Linked DNA regions of Gossypium hirsutum: all the other regions are linked to region 2. The links are chromatin contacts, called in public Hi-C maps. All regions are on one chromosome and are shown on one strand. The core of a region is the stretch at or near the end of the contact, and the rest is flanking DNA. Distances in the headings are between cores, read along the strand shown. Region 1 holds the start of LOC107908488 (serine/threonine-protein kinase 11-interacting protein). Region 2 holds the start of LOC107908492 (galactose mutarotase). Region 3 holds the start of LOC107910157 (probable inactive receptor kinase At1g48480).

Region 1 (2,700 bases), core at 83-2,582, 220 kb after region 2:
GCAAAATCAAAGCACTCAAGTAATGCGCATGAAAGTAACAACTAACACGAAACTCCGACGAAAATGATTGTTTAAATACAGACAATTGCACAATTACAAGCAAACAAGATAGGGAAGCAATAACAATTGTAGTATCCAGAAAAATACATGCTAGAGAAGATGATACCGCTATAAGCCCCATTTGATAAATCTTTCAGCATCAAATCAAAATCAAATGTCAAGTAAAAATCTGAGTTATTCCTACCTCACTAAATGATGAGATGGATCGCAGTTGATTGAATCCAAGGTCCAAGTGCTTCAAATTAGCACATTTTTGAAGATTATCCACTTTGGCAAACTTGTTTCGACTCAAATCAAGGGTTTCAACAGAGGGAAGAAGTTGCAAAGACTCGTCCATTAGTAGCAGGCAATTGCATGCACACGATACAAAGGACAAGCGGTTCCACTGTGGACAGCCCTTTACCTCAGCAATTCTACTGGCAAACACATGTCGCAAAGCATCCTACACATGCCAAAAATATTGATCTTGAGAAAAAAATTTGTGTAAAGTACCCATATATAATTAATAACTTTAATGGTCCTTAGTTAGGAAGAAGAAAATAGGGGAGGGAGATCTTATGATTTATAATCACAAAAACTGAATGAATGTCATTAATTCTTCCTCTCGTTCGAAAATAATGCAAAACACTCACGGTTGAATTATGACAAATAATTTTCTCCAAAGTATGTCTCAACTCAAGCAACCCCTTGGCTGCTGAGGTCGACAAATCGCACCCTCTGAGTTCCAGAACCTTCAGTCTTCCAAACGGGAGCAACGAGAGCGGCGTGGGATCACGCGCAAGAGGGGCCAAGGCAGATACCACCTTAAGAGTGGTTAGGAGGCGTAGTATCCGCCGAAGCTGCTCGAGCGCACGGTGGTCCCCAAGGTCCGAGACGTAGGCACGTAGATAGTCAACTGGAGCTCCCACTAGAAGTCTGTCGAGCTCCTGCAACGCTTGGAGCCGAGACTGCACGTAATGGAGCCCCGCCGGGTTGAGCTTCAGAACCTTAGTTCCATCAATCAAAGGCCCCGCTTGGTCGTCAACGAATTTGAACAGCTTCTCAAGGTAGCGACCCCTTGTGACGATCGCCATTGGCATCAAGTTTTAGAAAATCACCCACACCGCCATATTCCAAAGCTCATAAGTGAACAAAGGGTTTGAAGAATGCGAATGAAGGAAGGTTTGAAAGGAAGAAATGAATCATTAAATGATAAGGGGAATAGCAGGAAATAGAAAAGGACGGCTGTAGCGTACCTTGAGAATGATGGGGTGGTTCATTATGTTCTGGCTTTGGTTGGTTCGGGGGAAAAAGGTCAAATAATTGGGAAGTGAAATATGGTGCGTAGGGAAATGAGACACCTGGCGCACATGCACACAACATGGGGAATCCAATTCCAAACAACGTGTCGGCTTCCTCCAGAATCCAAACAAATGCGGGGTCCACCCCAGATGTTTGTTTGTTCAAGCATAAACGACCTTGCATAATTTGCATTTGCCATTTGCCGCCCCCATCTCAATCCTTATTTTTGCCTAAATAGAGTTTTATTAAAGAGGAAAATATATTAGGGTGCGTTTGGTTCGCTGTATTGGATTAGAGGTGTATTGGATTAGAAGTGTATTGGATTAGAGGTGTATTAGATTAAATGTGTAATAGCAAATCAACTATTTGGTTGAATGTAATGGAATAGAGGCGTAATAGTAATCTTGTGTTTGGTTGAATGGAATAGAGGTGTAATAGCATAGTGGAAAAAACTAAAATGACTAGAATACCCTTAGCATAAATTTGTTTTGGTAAATGATTATTGTTATTGTTATTTAAATTTTAATAAGATTATTATTATCAATAATAAATATTTTAATCATATTTAAACATAATTATTATTAAACATATTTTAATTAAAATATATAATTTAATAAAATTCTTAATAATTACCAGAAATTTGTTTTGGTAAATTATTATTGTTATTGTTATTTAAATTTTGATAAGATTATTAATATGAATAATAAATAATTTAATCATATTTAAACATAATTATTATTAAATATATTATACTTAAAATATATAATTTAATAAAATTCTTAATAATTAATATTCTTATATGAATTTACTCAAATCATAATATATTATATGATACTATAAAAGATAATTTGAAATAATTAATATTAAATATATTTTAATTAAAATATATGATTTAATAAAATTTAAAATAATTATAACTAATAAAATTTAATAAGTAAGAATTGAACTCTAAAAAATAAAAAAAACATAACCATATCGAATTATCATCAAGAACTCGATTGAGTTTACAACAATTCTGAATTAAACGGAAGTACTGCCTCAATATCTCACTTCAACTAAAAATATAAAGCAAGCATTCAATAGAAGAAATTCAAGCCGATACAATATCTCTTTCACCCTGCTCTCAACTCCAATTGGCCTTCCATGAAACCGATTCTTCACTTCAAACAAAATAGCTCACCAATCTAGCAGGAAAACGAATACTATCCAAAGTTGCCATTGAAAATAACCTCCAACTTCATGTGTCCATTCCACAAGTTAAGGGAAAAAGCAATCTCTACCAATTCTGGATTTATATGATGCATTGATAAATTAGGAAATAAAAGGCCATGAGGTAAGGTTGCTAAAAAATCACAATGA
Region 2 (2,700 bases), core at 7-2,506:
CATTGACAAGGCTAGGCTCTTCTATATTTGTTCTCACTAATTTGCATTTGTCACATGCAATACTTAAAGAAGATGAATGTCTGCAGCAAATGATTGTATAAACATGACGTTCATGAACTCTTCCAACTAATCTAAGCCCTCAAAAGTCACAATGGAAATATTTATACCAAATCGGGAAAAAAAGTAACTTTTATTTTAAGAAAGAAAACATACAGAACCAAGCCAGCCCAAATTAATAGATAGAGCATACTTCAAAGATTGTTCTCAATTTTTGATCTCATACAGATAAGGAAATGTAACAGAAAATAAAAGAAGCATAATAATCGTCTGCTGCAAAATTTCAAGAACCAATTCAAGCATGCAGATAATCAGTTTTGATCCACTAATTGCAGTCTCATTCTGGTCATCCAAAATTATGAGAAAAATGTTTAATTATTCAAGATATGGGAAATATTAGATGTATACCGTGGAGACTGTTTGGAGGCTTGTTGATTGGCAAAGAGTACCCCGTTCCATTAAGAGTAAACTTGCCATTTTTTATCCTGTTTGCAACCCTTCCCACAATGCATCCAAAATAAGGTGAAGCACCTTTCTGATCAAACATCACAAAAATTAACCCCAAAATATGAACCAAAATCCCATTCTCTAAACTGAAGGAGACTAAAAAGAGAGGTTTCAACTCAAAAAGCCATCAATTTGTCACACAAATTACTTCCGACTTGCCAGAAACGTATCATTGTCTATGTAAAATTCCAAACGTGATATTGAAGAGACAAGACGAAGGCTGAAATGGGTTCTCTCTTCTTCGTCCAAAATATTCCAAGTCAATAGACAAGATTCAGATCAAAGTTAAAAGCTTTCAAATTCAACAAAGAGAGACAGGAATTACCACGTACGGTTCGACAGTGTCGAATCCCAGGACGACATCGGCTAATTTACCTTTAAAGTCAAGAAAAACCCACTGATCATTAATAATTTAGCATTCAGGAATTTTCTTCTGAAAAAAAGAAGATATGAATAGAGATACCGTTTTTGTCAGGAACAGACAATGAGGTGATAGTGCAGCCATAGTTGGTAATCTTAACAACCACGGTTCCATTGTTGAGTTCATAAATCTGCGGTTGGTCTGCCATTTGAGGCTTTTCCGAAAGCGAGATTTGTGTTTCAGAGATTCAGTACTTCCTGTAGTTTGGTTTAGTGTGGAGAGTATAAAGAAAACCAATTTCATTGTTGGAAGGTCTTACGTCACTTATCTTATCTTTATCCCTGACTGCATGCCACGTATTCATATTTCTTCCTCTTTCTTTGAGTTTTTTCCCTATTCTTCTTAGAGGCAATTTATTAAAAAAAGATTTTTTTTTAAATTATTGAAATGGATTCTGTATTTTATTATTTATTGGAATGAGTTCTTTTCCGGTAAATCGTGTCCACGTCAACGTGGCCGCGACTTGCCCATCTAATGAAATTTCATGTATATAGTTACCCTAAATTATTTAAATTATTTATAATACCTAAATTATCCCTATTTATTTGTTATATTACATAAAATACTCCTTTGAAAATACAAAACATTATGATAGCTAATTTAAAATTTATTCTCCATAACTAATAAAAATCATTTAAAATGCTAAAACTAGATCTGTCTGAACAAACTATAAGGAAATCCCTGGAATGATGTGATTTCTTCGTCTTCAACGAAAGATCTCGAGAAAGATCACGGTGAGGAAAGCTTGTGCTTAATGAGGAAGCAAATTTGGACACTCGGAATCATCTAACAATTATGCAGAACAGCAGCCGTCTTTCTTCACAGCTGAAACATCATCCCGAGAGCCGACATTGATGGTTTGTGTAACACCCCTTACCCGTATCCGACACTAGAATAGGTACGAGGCATTACTAGAACACATACACTTGTAAACGTATTTAACTGAGTTATAAAATTTTCATCTAAATTAAAACTTTTAAAATTATTAACATACTTTTATAACTCTTCACAATATATCCTCAAAATATTATAATCATAATAAATAGGGCCTACGAGACCCGATACATACTCATGCTATTTAATGCTTCATTTCCATTTCATTCAATTTGCAATTTCTCATGCTCACAATTTAAATCATATCACTAGCAATTTTCATTTAATTCACGTACAATTCAATGTCATTAAGTTCAACACTAATACGTATTTACCATTTAACTCAACGTTTATCGATTATACCATTCCTTAACACATTTATGAAATTCTCAATTTTGCAATGAAAATATCACTTTAGCTTAAAGAACAACATCATCCTGGTATAAATACACTATCACTTATCCATTTACTTTAATTCTTTTGGCTCATTTGTCCCATCCTTAATCAAATTAGGGAACGGTTACGGAAAATTGAGTACTTCACTTTCACTTTGCCATAGTATAACTATGGTCTTACGTATGATCACTTATCACTTGTCCTAGGTTACCACTTATCACTTTGTCACTTGATCAGATAAGTGTAGCTAAAGCTACCACTTATCACTTTGTCACTTGATCAGATAAGTGTAGCTAGGCTACCACTTATCACTTTGTCACTTGATCAGATAAGTGTAGCTAAAGCTACCACTTATCACTTTGTCACTTGATCAGATAAGTGTAGCTAAAGCTATCACTTATCACTTATCAGAAGTACTCAAATCCGACGTTCCGCTCAATTTGATC
Region 3 (2,700 bases), core at 200-2,699, 250 kb before region 2:
AAGTGAAAATTGATTCTAAAAATAAAGGGAAAAAATTAAGACAAAATAATTGATAATACAAAAACCTCACTAATAATAATATCAATTAAAAACTAAGAACATATAAACCACAAACAAAATGTAATATAAGAGTAAAATATTTTTAATATAATAATAATTGAAATATGTTAAATTTGTTAAATAGGTAATTAATCAAAGTTAATTTATAATTGTTTTTTTTCATTTTTCGCTTTAATGAAAGTTAATCAAAGTTATTAAGAATGCAAATGAAGTTGATATTTTTATAGGCATAATAACTTATTTGGCTCTCTAATTTTAAAAAATATATATTTTAGTATTCCATTTAAAATTTTGCCTCTTTTAGCTTTTAAACTTATGTCATTTCTCAAATCACCTTAAAATAGATAGTAAAATTACATTTGTTAATTTTACTGACATGGTATTCACGTGTATTTCATGTTAGCAATTAATTAAATTTTTTAAATTTTAAAAACATTATAAAAAATTTTTAATTTTTTTAAAAATTAAATAATTACTAACATGACATACACGTGGATATCATGTCAATAAAATTAATAAACATAATTTTTCTATCTATTTTGAGGTGATTTGACAAATAGTATAAACTCTTGGACTAAAATATTTTTTTCATAAAATTAAAGGGCCGAATAAATTATTATACCCATTTTTCAGAATACCTACTTCTATCCCTAATCTTTAAGAACACCCTTTTAGTTACTGCAATTAACAACTTTGCCGAAATTATTTAAAAAAAACATGTGATAATAACACAATATTACCTGCCCGAAACAATATTTTTAAACAAAAAATAATTATTTTATTACCGAAAATCTCATCCAAACATTCCCATATCAATTATTTGCCAACAAAATCATTCTTCGTACAGAAAGAAAGCTTTGAATTTGATAAGGGGAAAAACTTTTCGCCACTTTATCCAAACAAAAAAAAACACCTTATAATCATAAAAATTTATATTTTTTATTTATTTAAAATTATCTTTAATTCTTATGTGTCCCAACCCAATCAAAGTCACATTTCTCTGCACCAACAATAATATTGATACTAATAAATTGAGAACCAATCAAGTATGTTTTACTAATTATAACATTCATCCATCTAAATTGGAATGAAAAATATTAATAATTCCGAATTAGTGAATATTTTAATTATAATTAATGGGTTGCAGCAGTTAAAGCGCCGAAGACTGAGGCTTCGTTTGGATGGGCGATTGACTGTGGTGCGGTGCGTTTAACTTACTTTTTATCTCACGCTACAGTATCGCTACAGTATCTAATCTCACCGCCACCGCTGTTTTCCAAACTCACCCTGAAGATGCATCAGTAGGAAAAGGCCAAAAACGAATGGCTTGTTGTTTGTACTAAAAACGTTCTAATTTACGTATTTAATAATAATAATAAAGGAAACCTAAGAAAGACAAAAAAGAACAGAAAAAAAAGGGAAACGGGGTTGACGAACCAGCTGCAGCCATCCTTACTGTAAAACAGCTAGGGTTTGCCTTACTCTATTCTTTCTCTCTCTTTCTTGTTCCTTTTTGGCACTCATCACTACCCACCCACTCTTTACCTATCAACACAGAAAAAATGCTCTCTCATTAACACTTTTTCTTTTCTTCTTGCAATGCCTCCAATCTAGGCCGAAAAGGGAGAAAAGAAAGCTGTTTCAGATCAGTATCCCACCCACATTATCCTATTATATTCCTATCCTTGTTCTCCTTGTCTTCGCCATCACCCAAAATGTTCACCCAGTTTTTTTTCATTGCCATTCTTTCTTCACTCCTACTGCAGGTGGCCAAACCAGATCTTGTCACCGACAGAGCTGCTCTTTTGAGCCTTCGTTCCTCAGTCGGAGGCAGAACCCTCTTATGGAACGTCTCGAACCAGAGTCCATGCTCGTGGGCTGGGGTTACGTGCGAGCGGAACCGCGTCACAGTGCTTAGACTACCTGGTGTTGCTCTCTCTGGCCAAATTCCGACTGGCATTTTCGGGAACTTGACTCAGCTGCGCACCCTCAGTCTACGTCTCAACTCGTTAACTGGACCACTCCCTTCGGATCTTGCTCTCTGTCAAAACCTCCGAAACCTTTACTTGCAGGGAAACCATTTTTCGGGTGAGATACCGGAGTTCCTTTTTGGTCTTCATGATTTAGTGAGGCTAAGTCTTTCTGGGAACAACTTTTCTGGGGAAGTCTCTGTTGGGTTCAACAATTTGACGAGGTTAAGAACTTTGCTTCTTGACAGCAACAGTCTTTCTGGGTCGGTACCTGAGTTGGGTTCTTTGCAAAACCTCGACCAATTTAATGTGTCAAATAATTTATTGAACGGCTCAATCCCCAAGGGGTTACAGAAATATGGGTTCGATGCTTTTCTGGGGAATTTGCTTTGTGGGAAACCGCTTGACAAGGCTTGCCCTGCCACTGCTACTGCTGCTCCTGGGAATACAAGTGAGCCCGCCAATCCAACGAATGAGAATAAACCGGAGAAAAAGAAGAAGAGCAAGTTGTCTGGGGGTGCAATTGCAGGTATTGTTATTGGATCTGTGCTGGGATTTCTTCTGATTGTTGTGATTTTAATGATTTTATGTAGAAAGAAGAGTAGCAAGAAATCGAGGTCAATTGACATCACTTCGCTTAAGAATCAAGAAATGGAGATTCCTGGGGAGA

What was found. A called contact is a pair of places that touch in the nucleus more often than the background predicts.
Region 1: a Hi-C map of leaf shows a contact between it and region 2, with 1.9 times the contacts expected there. The contact joins the promoter of LOC107908488 here to the promoter of LOC107908492 in region 2. A contact is called at or near these places in 3 of 34 Hi-C or Micro-C datasets (hypocotyl, leaf and petal).
Region 3: a contact with region 2 is called in a Hi-C map of leaf, with 2.2 times the contacts expected there. The contact joins the promoter of LOC107910157 here to the promoter of LOC107908492 in region 2. A contact is called at or near these places in 9 of 34 Hi-C or Micro-C datasets (callus and leaf).

What each region holds. Positions count from the first base shown.
Region 1 is chrD02:42,586,900-42,589,599 of Gossypium_hirsutum_v2.1, forward strand. LOC107908488 (serine/threonine-protein kinase 11-interacting protein) reads right to left here and starts at 1,333. Exons shown (of 7, transcript XR_005910294.1): 1 at 693-1,333; 2 at 245-502.
Region 2 is chrD02:42,369,679-42,372,378 of Gossypium_hirsutum_v2.1, forward strand. It overlaps LOC107908492 (galactose mutarotase), which reads right to left and starts at 1,257. Exons shown (of 5, transcript XM_016835669.2): 1 at 1,028-1,257; 2 at 890-939; 3 at 466-592. The coding sequence starts at 1,133.
Region 3 is chrD02:42,124,138-42,126,837 of Gossypium_hirsutum_v2.1, forward strand. It overlaps LOC107910157 (probable inactive receptor kinase At1g48480), which reads left to right and starts at 1,450. Exons shown (of 2, transcript XM_016837930.2): 1 at 1,450-2,700. The coding sequence starts at 1,776.